Regions from separate parts of the Sus scrofa genome. Here region 2 is linked to region 1. Evidence: chromatin contacts called from public Hi-C data. All regions are on one chromosome and are shown on one strand. The core of a region is the stretch at or near the end of the contact, and the rest is flanking DNA. Distances in the headings are between cores, read along the strand shown.

Region 1 (3,407 bases), core at 460-2,959:
ACAACATTTAGAAAAGAAAAGCAGTATTTTAACAAGCTCCCTCTGCGTTATTTAAGTTGCATCAAAGCAGGAAATCTTTACCTTTTTTAAGGTGTGGACTTTAGGATGATAACACTAATCCTATAAGCACTCCATTCTCTGCTAAATAATGCCTTTCTCCACTCAAACCTGGTGTTCCCTAAAGAATTTTAGAACCTACCGCTTCTTCCTAAATGTGGGCAACAACTGGCTGGAAATTCACGAACAGTTTCAAAGCAGTAAGCCTCATTACCTTGTGTCTTCTTTCATTTCTTAGTACTCATTAAAATCCAAAAATAAATCAAATGATACAGAGAGTGATAAGTGTGCTTAAAAGAGATGTGATAAATAACTTTTTAAAATTTTAATTATAACTTGGTGGTATGCTTTAATCTTGACATTGCACTTCACTAAATGTCTGAAATTAACTATGATAATATAGAAATGAAAACATCAGATCTCATCAGTTAAGTGGATGTAAAGCTTATATATAAAGTGATCCTTTTTACTCCCACTGGTGTTAAAATCATGACCATCTGTTTATGACACAGGTGGAGAAAAGAGATCAGACAGGAAGGAATATTGATAGAACTTTGTCTCATTTTACTTGCAAACTAAAGGTCTGAGTAATACAACATATTTTACATCAAGCTAAAAGTCTTTTTAGCTCCTTTAAGTATTTTCCATTAATGTGCTATTTGTCTTCCAAGTCTCTCTTCATTTCCTATACCCATTCTTCAAAAAGGTAAGATTCTTTTAGAGGAACGAAAACATGGTAAATAAAAATGCAAGTTAACTGTTACCTGCTTCCTGAATGTGCACCCATCTAAATACACCTTTTACATTTAACTGAGGCCTCAGGCTTAATTCTAAGAAGGCAATGTTCCAGTATGACTTCCATTTCTTAAAAATTACTTCAATACAAAAAGACAATTAAAGCAGATGTATCACAGTGATGGGATGAGGCTTTCTAACTTGGTCACCAACCACACCAGAGGTGGACTATCACCAGGCTGCAAATCCCGCTAACGTGCACCCAGCCTCTCAGCCTTTCTCCCGTCTGGTGGGCCATGACCTCGTGCGTGGGCCCAGGGAGGACTGCCACTACCACCCTCGCCACCAGCCGAAGCAAAGATTTCTTCTTCGCCTATGCTTCTACCCAGCTGTTAACTCAAGGCTAGAAAAGCAACCCCTGAAGGGTAAGGAACTCGCTCTAAGGGCTTGCTGGTCGCTCTCCCCTGAGCCTGGGGTTTCCAGGTTTCCCTCCCTGAAAATTACAGAGGAAGATGAGAGGGACGGACAGAGATAAGCATTTCCTGATCCACCCTTCGCAGTACTTCTCTAAACACTCACATTCGGCAGGTACACGGCTGCTAAAAATTTTTAAGTTATTTATAGAGTTACTAGGAGAGAAAGAACAAGGCAAGGAGGAAAAAAAGGACGTTTAAAAACCTATTTTCAAAGCTGAAAATAGGTCCATCCGCTCGTCCAAGCTTCCCGTTCTGAAAAGTATGTCTCATCAACATCGATGAACACGTGAGCTGGCCCCGCGCGTCCTTCTCATTTCTAAGGATGTGCTCGGTGGGAGGTCCGCTCCCGGTCACCCGGGCTTGGAGAGGAGGGCTGAGACCACCACCGGCCCCAAGAGCCGGTTCCCCGTTCAGGCGCATTACAGAGACGTAAAGCTCGCCCACCTACCTTCAGGGTTTGACCATGGCCGCCTATCTTTCGCCGCTTCACAAACACAACGGGCACGTCGGTTTCCGAGGTCAGTTCGGAGAGCGCTCTCTCGAGGCCCCGCCCGTCCTCTGTGGCACAAAAGCAGAGCGAAGCCGGTCAGTCTTTCCGCCCCGGGCGGCGGCGGGAAGTGCGCGGCGGGGGCGGGGCTTCCGCGTCCCCAACTGCACTCCCCCCCCCCCACCGCGCGACCGCCCCTCCGTCCCGGGCCCCGCCTGACCTTGACCGAGGCCGGCCAAGGGTCGGGTCCCGGGCGGGAGGACCGGGACGGCCTCGCGGCCAGCCGCAAACGCCAGGCAGACCCCAGGAAAGGGCAAGTCTCGCTAAAATAGACGTCACACGTCCCCAGTGGGTCCCGAATTCAGAAACGCCTCAAAAGGAAGCTTAGGGCACAGTTATCTCAACTTTTCAAAAAACACCTTCCAACTCAATCTGCCTTTGAACTCTGCATCTATACAGAGTGCCAAAAACCAACTTCCAATGTTTCTTTGAAGTTTGAAAACATGGGGTAAAATGAAGCCCACGCTGCCCACTTACGGGTGCTTTAAGAACCTTGAAATAATACAGCAACACCCTACCTGACAGGCTGGGTGAAACCGGTCCAAATTTACAAACGAGTGAACTCAGGTAGAGAATGAGTCAGTCAGTGAGAATTAAAAATAGACTCCATTGATACTGACATGAGGTCCATTCATGAGACAAAAACCACACCTGCACCCCAAAGTACAGTTGTTTGATGATAAAAACGCTTCTGTAATGCGTTGCATAGATTAACACTTAATCTAACTACCCTTTCGAAGTCGCTCCTATCAGGTCCATTTCACAGATAAGAAAACTGAGGCACCAAAAACCCCCTATCTTGCCCAAATTCAAGCAACCAGAGTTAGTTAACAGCAGAGCCAGGAGTCAAACCAGGCAGTGTGGTGAAGCCTTTAACGCTTAGCGGGTACTGCCTGATACAGGGAGATAAGCACGGGTTCCTCTTAGTTGTCTCGTTTGCCGGCCTGGGGAAAGTCACGGGAGTCTGAGCCTTAGTCTCCCCGCTTGCACACACAGAAAGCATGATCTGCCAACCTCTCACGATTTCTGAAGATTCAATGGTGTGAAAATTCCTTGAGGCTTGCTTAAACTCTCTTAATGTTGAGAAGGGTCTGTCAATCTATTCATCACCTTATTACCTGCATTTCAACACCCGTGCACTAAGAAATGATACAAAAGTCCATTTCCTCCGATATTCTGCCCACTGCCTCTACGGAGACGAGCTAGAGGAAGGAAACCTCCGGCCGACAGGGGGCCGGCCTCACCTCCACGCACGCTAAGCTTTCACCCACCCGGCGAAACAATGAATGCGGCCAAGACGCTCACCCGCCTCAATAAAGCCTCACCCCTACTCAGACCCGCCCTCAAACATCTCTCCTCGCTCCGCATTCGCAACGCACCGGCAGGCGGATGCTCTCGGCCCGGGGTTCTCGCAGCGGGAGGCCCGGGGCTTCCTCCGTTTTTGGTGAGCCCGAAGCTTACAGGAACGCGAGCTGTTGGGCAGCAGGCGCCTCTCTGACGCGCCCCACCACCTCGCGATCCGATGCAATGCGGGACCGGAGACGACTGAAGGGAAAGGGAGGCCGGTTCCCAGAGGCTCGGAGAAGCCACGC
Region 2 (3,264 bases), core at 324-2,823, 100 kb after region 1:
GGAACGATTCCCGGCTCTGGTTGCAAAAATCCTGCCCCCTTTGTAGTGTGTGGTGTCTGGCTCACCGCCCATCTGTGAGAGTCACAGCCGAGGGAAGTCCTACACAGACGCAGTCAGGGAAAGACAGGCAGAGAGCCTGGTTGCGCGGAGGCAAGAAGGGGCCATGGATTCTGGCAGCTCAAATATCATCTGGTTGGGAAAAGCCACATGGCATGTCGCAAATACTGTGCGGGTGGGGCATATGCAACATTTTAAGCTGGGGTGAAGGCTGGCTGGACTGAGCAGGTTGTTAAACCTAAAGCAGAGGATTGTATCTTTAGGTGAAATCTGAAAAAACGAACGGGGAGCTCGGTGACCGAGAGGGAGCGTTGTGCATGTGGCAAACTTAACAGGGGCACAAGGCGAACAGCTGGCGCTGAAAGCATACCAGGAGGTAATCGCCGTTCAGATCCACCCTGTAGCTCGAGTGTCGCCTGGCCGGCAGCTTTTGCCCTTGGTTTCCCCTTCTTAAAACTCGAGGCGCAGGCAGGCTGCACTTTGGCGGGTGAGACACTTCCACGTGCGCCAGGGGAGGGGATGGAAAAGAGAGGGAGAGCTGAGAAATCATGCGCAAGACGTGGGGAAAATACCGCGGAAAGCCCGCACTGACCTTAGCACCGAGCCCCAGCCCTAGTCCCTGCCGAGGAAAAAGCCACCCGCGGGCTCCGCTCGCGCCGCAGGACCGACTCGCGGCGGCCTGCAGCGGGCTCTGCGGGCTGCTCAGCGCACGGGGCGGGGCTGGGGGCGGGGCCGTGCCGGGGCGGGGCCGCGCCGGGCGGGCGCGCGGGAGCTGCGGAGGGAGGGTGTCGCGCCGAGGGAAGCGGCCCGCGGCGGAGGGAGGGAAGGCCGAGTCCTGGAAGCGGAGCTCCGCGCTGGGACTGGTTCCTTCGCAGCCATTTTCTGTCCAACCAAACAGCCGATTGGAGACGGGAGCCAACCAGGGCTGCATTGGAGGTTTGTGTCTCGCTTCGGCCAATGATCGCTCCTAAACCGACTCCACTTTAGCTCGAATGAAATGTCCGTCTCCTCCCGGCGCCGTCCCCGCCGCCAACGCCGCCGCGGCCGGGGGCACTTGGCTCACTCCCGCCTGCCCGCCCTCCCGCCCGGGCCGGGGCCGGGGCCGGGCCGGCGCCTGCGAGGCCTCCCCCGCTGCGGGCCCGGCTGGGAAGCGGGCGCTGGGCCGCGGCGCGGCTCTTTGTGCGCCCGGCCGAGGAGCGGCGGGACGCGGGCCAGGCCGCCTCCTGCTCGCCGCCGCCGACCTCCGGGCCCGAGGCCGAGGAGGGGGCGCCGGGGCACCGTCGGGCCCCGCTCTCGGTGGCGTCCGGGCCGGCTCCATTTTGTGTGGCGAGCCGGCTGGGGGCGGGAGGATGCAGCCTGGACCCCCGGCCCCGATCCTCCTCCTCCGCCGCGCGGGGGCTCCCGGGGAGCGCCCCTCTTCCGCCCGCCACTCCGCGGGGGCATGGCAGGGCCGGGCCGCTTTGTCTGCCCCGGCACCCCGGGCGCCGCGCGGCGGGCGGGCGTTAGGCGCGGGCCCCGGGCCTGAGCCGGCCGAGTAGGGGGGATGCCTGCCCGGGGTGTCCGCGCCGCCCAGGCGGGACCGACAGGTCGGCCGGGCGGACGGTGGGACCCGGGCCAGCCCGCGCACCTTCGTGGGGAGGAAGCGAGGTCCCCGGGAGGAAGGAGTGGATTTGGTTTCCCCGCAGTCTGGTTTACGCGTATAGAATGCAGCCATCTGGCGGCTTGCGGTCCCTGGACTTGCCCCGAAGGTGGGAAGGAAGCCTTCCGGATTGGACTAAGGTTTTAATCTTCGGTGGGAGGCGGGGAGGATATACCGGGCCTCAGGAGTAGTCTTGGAGAACAAAGAATTAGAAGAGCACCTACAAGACGAAATCTCGCCCAGAGTACTCTAAAAGATGGTTTAAGCAAGGTTAAGTAGCATATGACCTTTTAAAAAATAGCATCCCAGCCTGCATGGACTGCACGGTTCCGTGCCACGAGTCACTGGGGTGGTTTCGGCTCTCTTGTATGGAGACAAGTCAGAAATACAAAGTGATGAGGTGAACTGATCAATGTAAGTGGCATTAACAAATAGGGGGTTTTATTAGTAAAGTTTAACCAAAATTCCTTAAGAGGCAATTATTCCGTTCTCACTCTGCTCCCGTAGTTCAATTTAAGGCTTATATTGGTGCAAAACTCTGGTTGTTGATGCCAAAGAATGGAGGGTGGAGGAAGGGTCTGCTGCTTTTCTTGGATACAGATTTCTTTAAACATTAAACATATGTATGCATTGCCTTGAGCTTTCACATATATCATAACCTGCCTGTAAGAAAATATATACCATGTGAGGTGATAGTGTTTCTCTTTAATATATTGAATCTAAACATATACTGACTCAACTATTTGGGTGAGTGATTGTGGTGAGGTGTGGCACCACCCCAACCCCCAGCAAAAATACATAAATATAGACAGCTCCTGTATTTTAAGTGTTCTGAGGATCTCTCTCCTCCCCCCACGGCACCTTTAAAAAATGACACTTCTAGCTACGAGGAAGGAATTTTCTGGGCAGCTTTGGGGTTAGAGTGAAGATGATATTTGGAAAGAAATTAGAAATTGCTTTTGGGATTACAGAACAGTAGACAATGTCAGCCAGTCTTTGCTGCATGGACCCTTGTAGTAGCATTTGAAAATTCAATTTGGTGGTTAGAGTTTTTTCTGTTTGCTAGATTTCATGCTTGAATGCATATCAGTATTTTGTCTTCTTTTAAAAATTAGCACAGAAAGGATATGTCTTTGTCTCCCCCCCCTTTTTTTCCCTTGAAAAAAGGGGAAGAGCAAATGAGAATGGAAATTGTAACATCGTAATTGATGCCAATTTATTCAACTATTTATGCCTTACAGTGAGAATGAAGTGCTATTGAGATGCAATTTTAGTCCCAAATGGTGATGCTTTAAAATAATACAGGTCTTAATTGACTGTATTCTCTTTCTCTGGATGTTCTCTGGGCAACATGTATCTTCTTCCCGCTATAATCTGAGATATTTAATTGGAAAGCATTATATCCTGAGATAAACTTGTCTTCCCTTTTGAGCTTTTGAACCCTAAATCTCACTCTAAAACATAAGGAAAGCCATCAGTAAAAATTAAGTTGATAAGTGGGATATTTGTGTCTTGGGTGTTGATATGTAATTTTTGGCCTCTTGCGTATTATATAATTTGGTGTGTTG

Evidence for each region. A called contact is a pair of places that touch in the nucleus more often than the background predicts.
Region 2: a contact with region 1 is called in a Hi-C map of skeletal muscle, with 5 times the contacts expected there. The contact joins the promoter of NFYB here to the promoter of EID3 in region 1. A contact is called at or near these places in 1 of 5 promoter capture datasets (liver), 8 of 47 Hi-C or Micro-C datasets (embryonic fibroblasts, fetal heart ventricle, heart right ventricle and 3 more) and 1 of 2 datasets of contacts at active chromatin or transcription factors (alveolar macrophages).

What each region holds. Positions count from the first base shown.
Region 1 is chr5:80,232,858-80,236,264 of Sscrofa11.1, forward strand. It overlaps EID3 (EP300-interacting inhibitor of differentiation 3), which reads right to left and starts at 1,710. Exons shown (of 1, transcript XM_021092633.1): 1 at 1-1,710.
Region 2 is chr5:80,332,940-80,336,203 of Sscrofa11.1, forward strand. It overlaps NFYB (nuclear transcription factor Y subunit beta), which reads left to right and starts at 1,574. Exons shown (of 8, transcript NM_001144930.1): 1 at 1,574-2,110.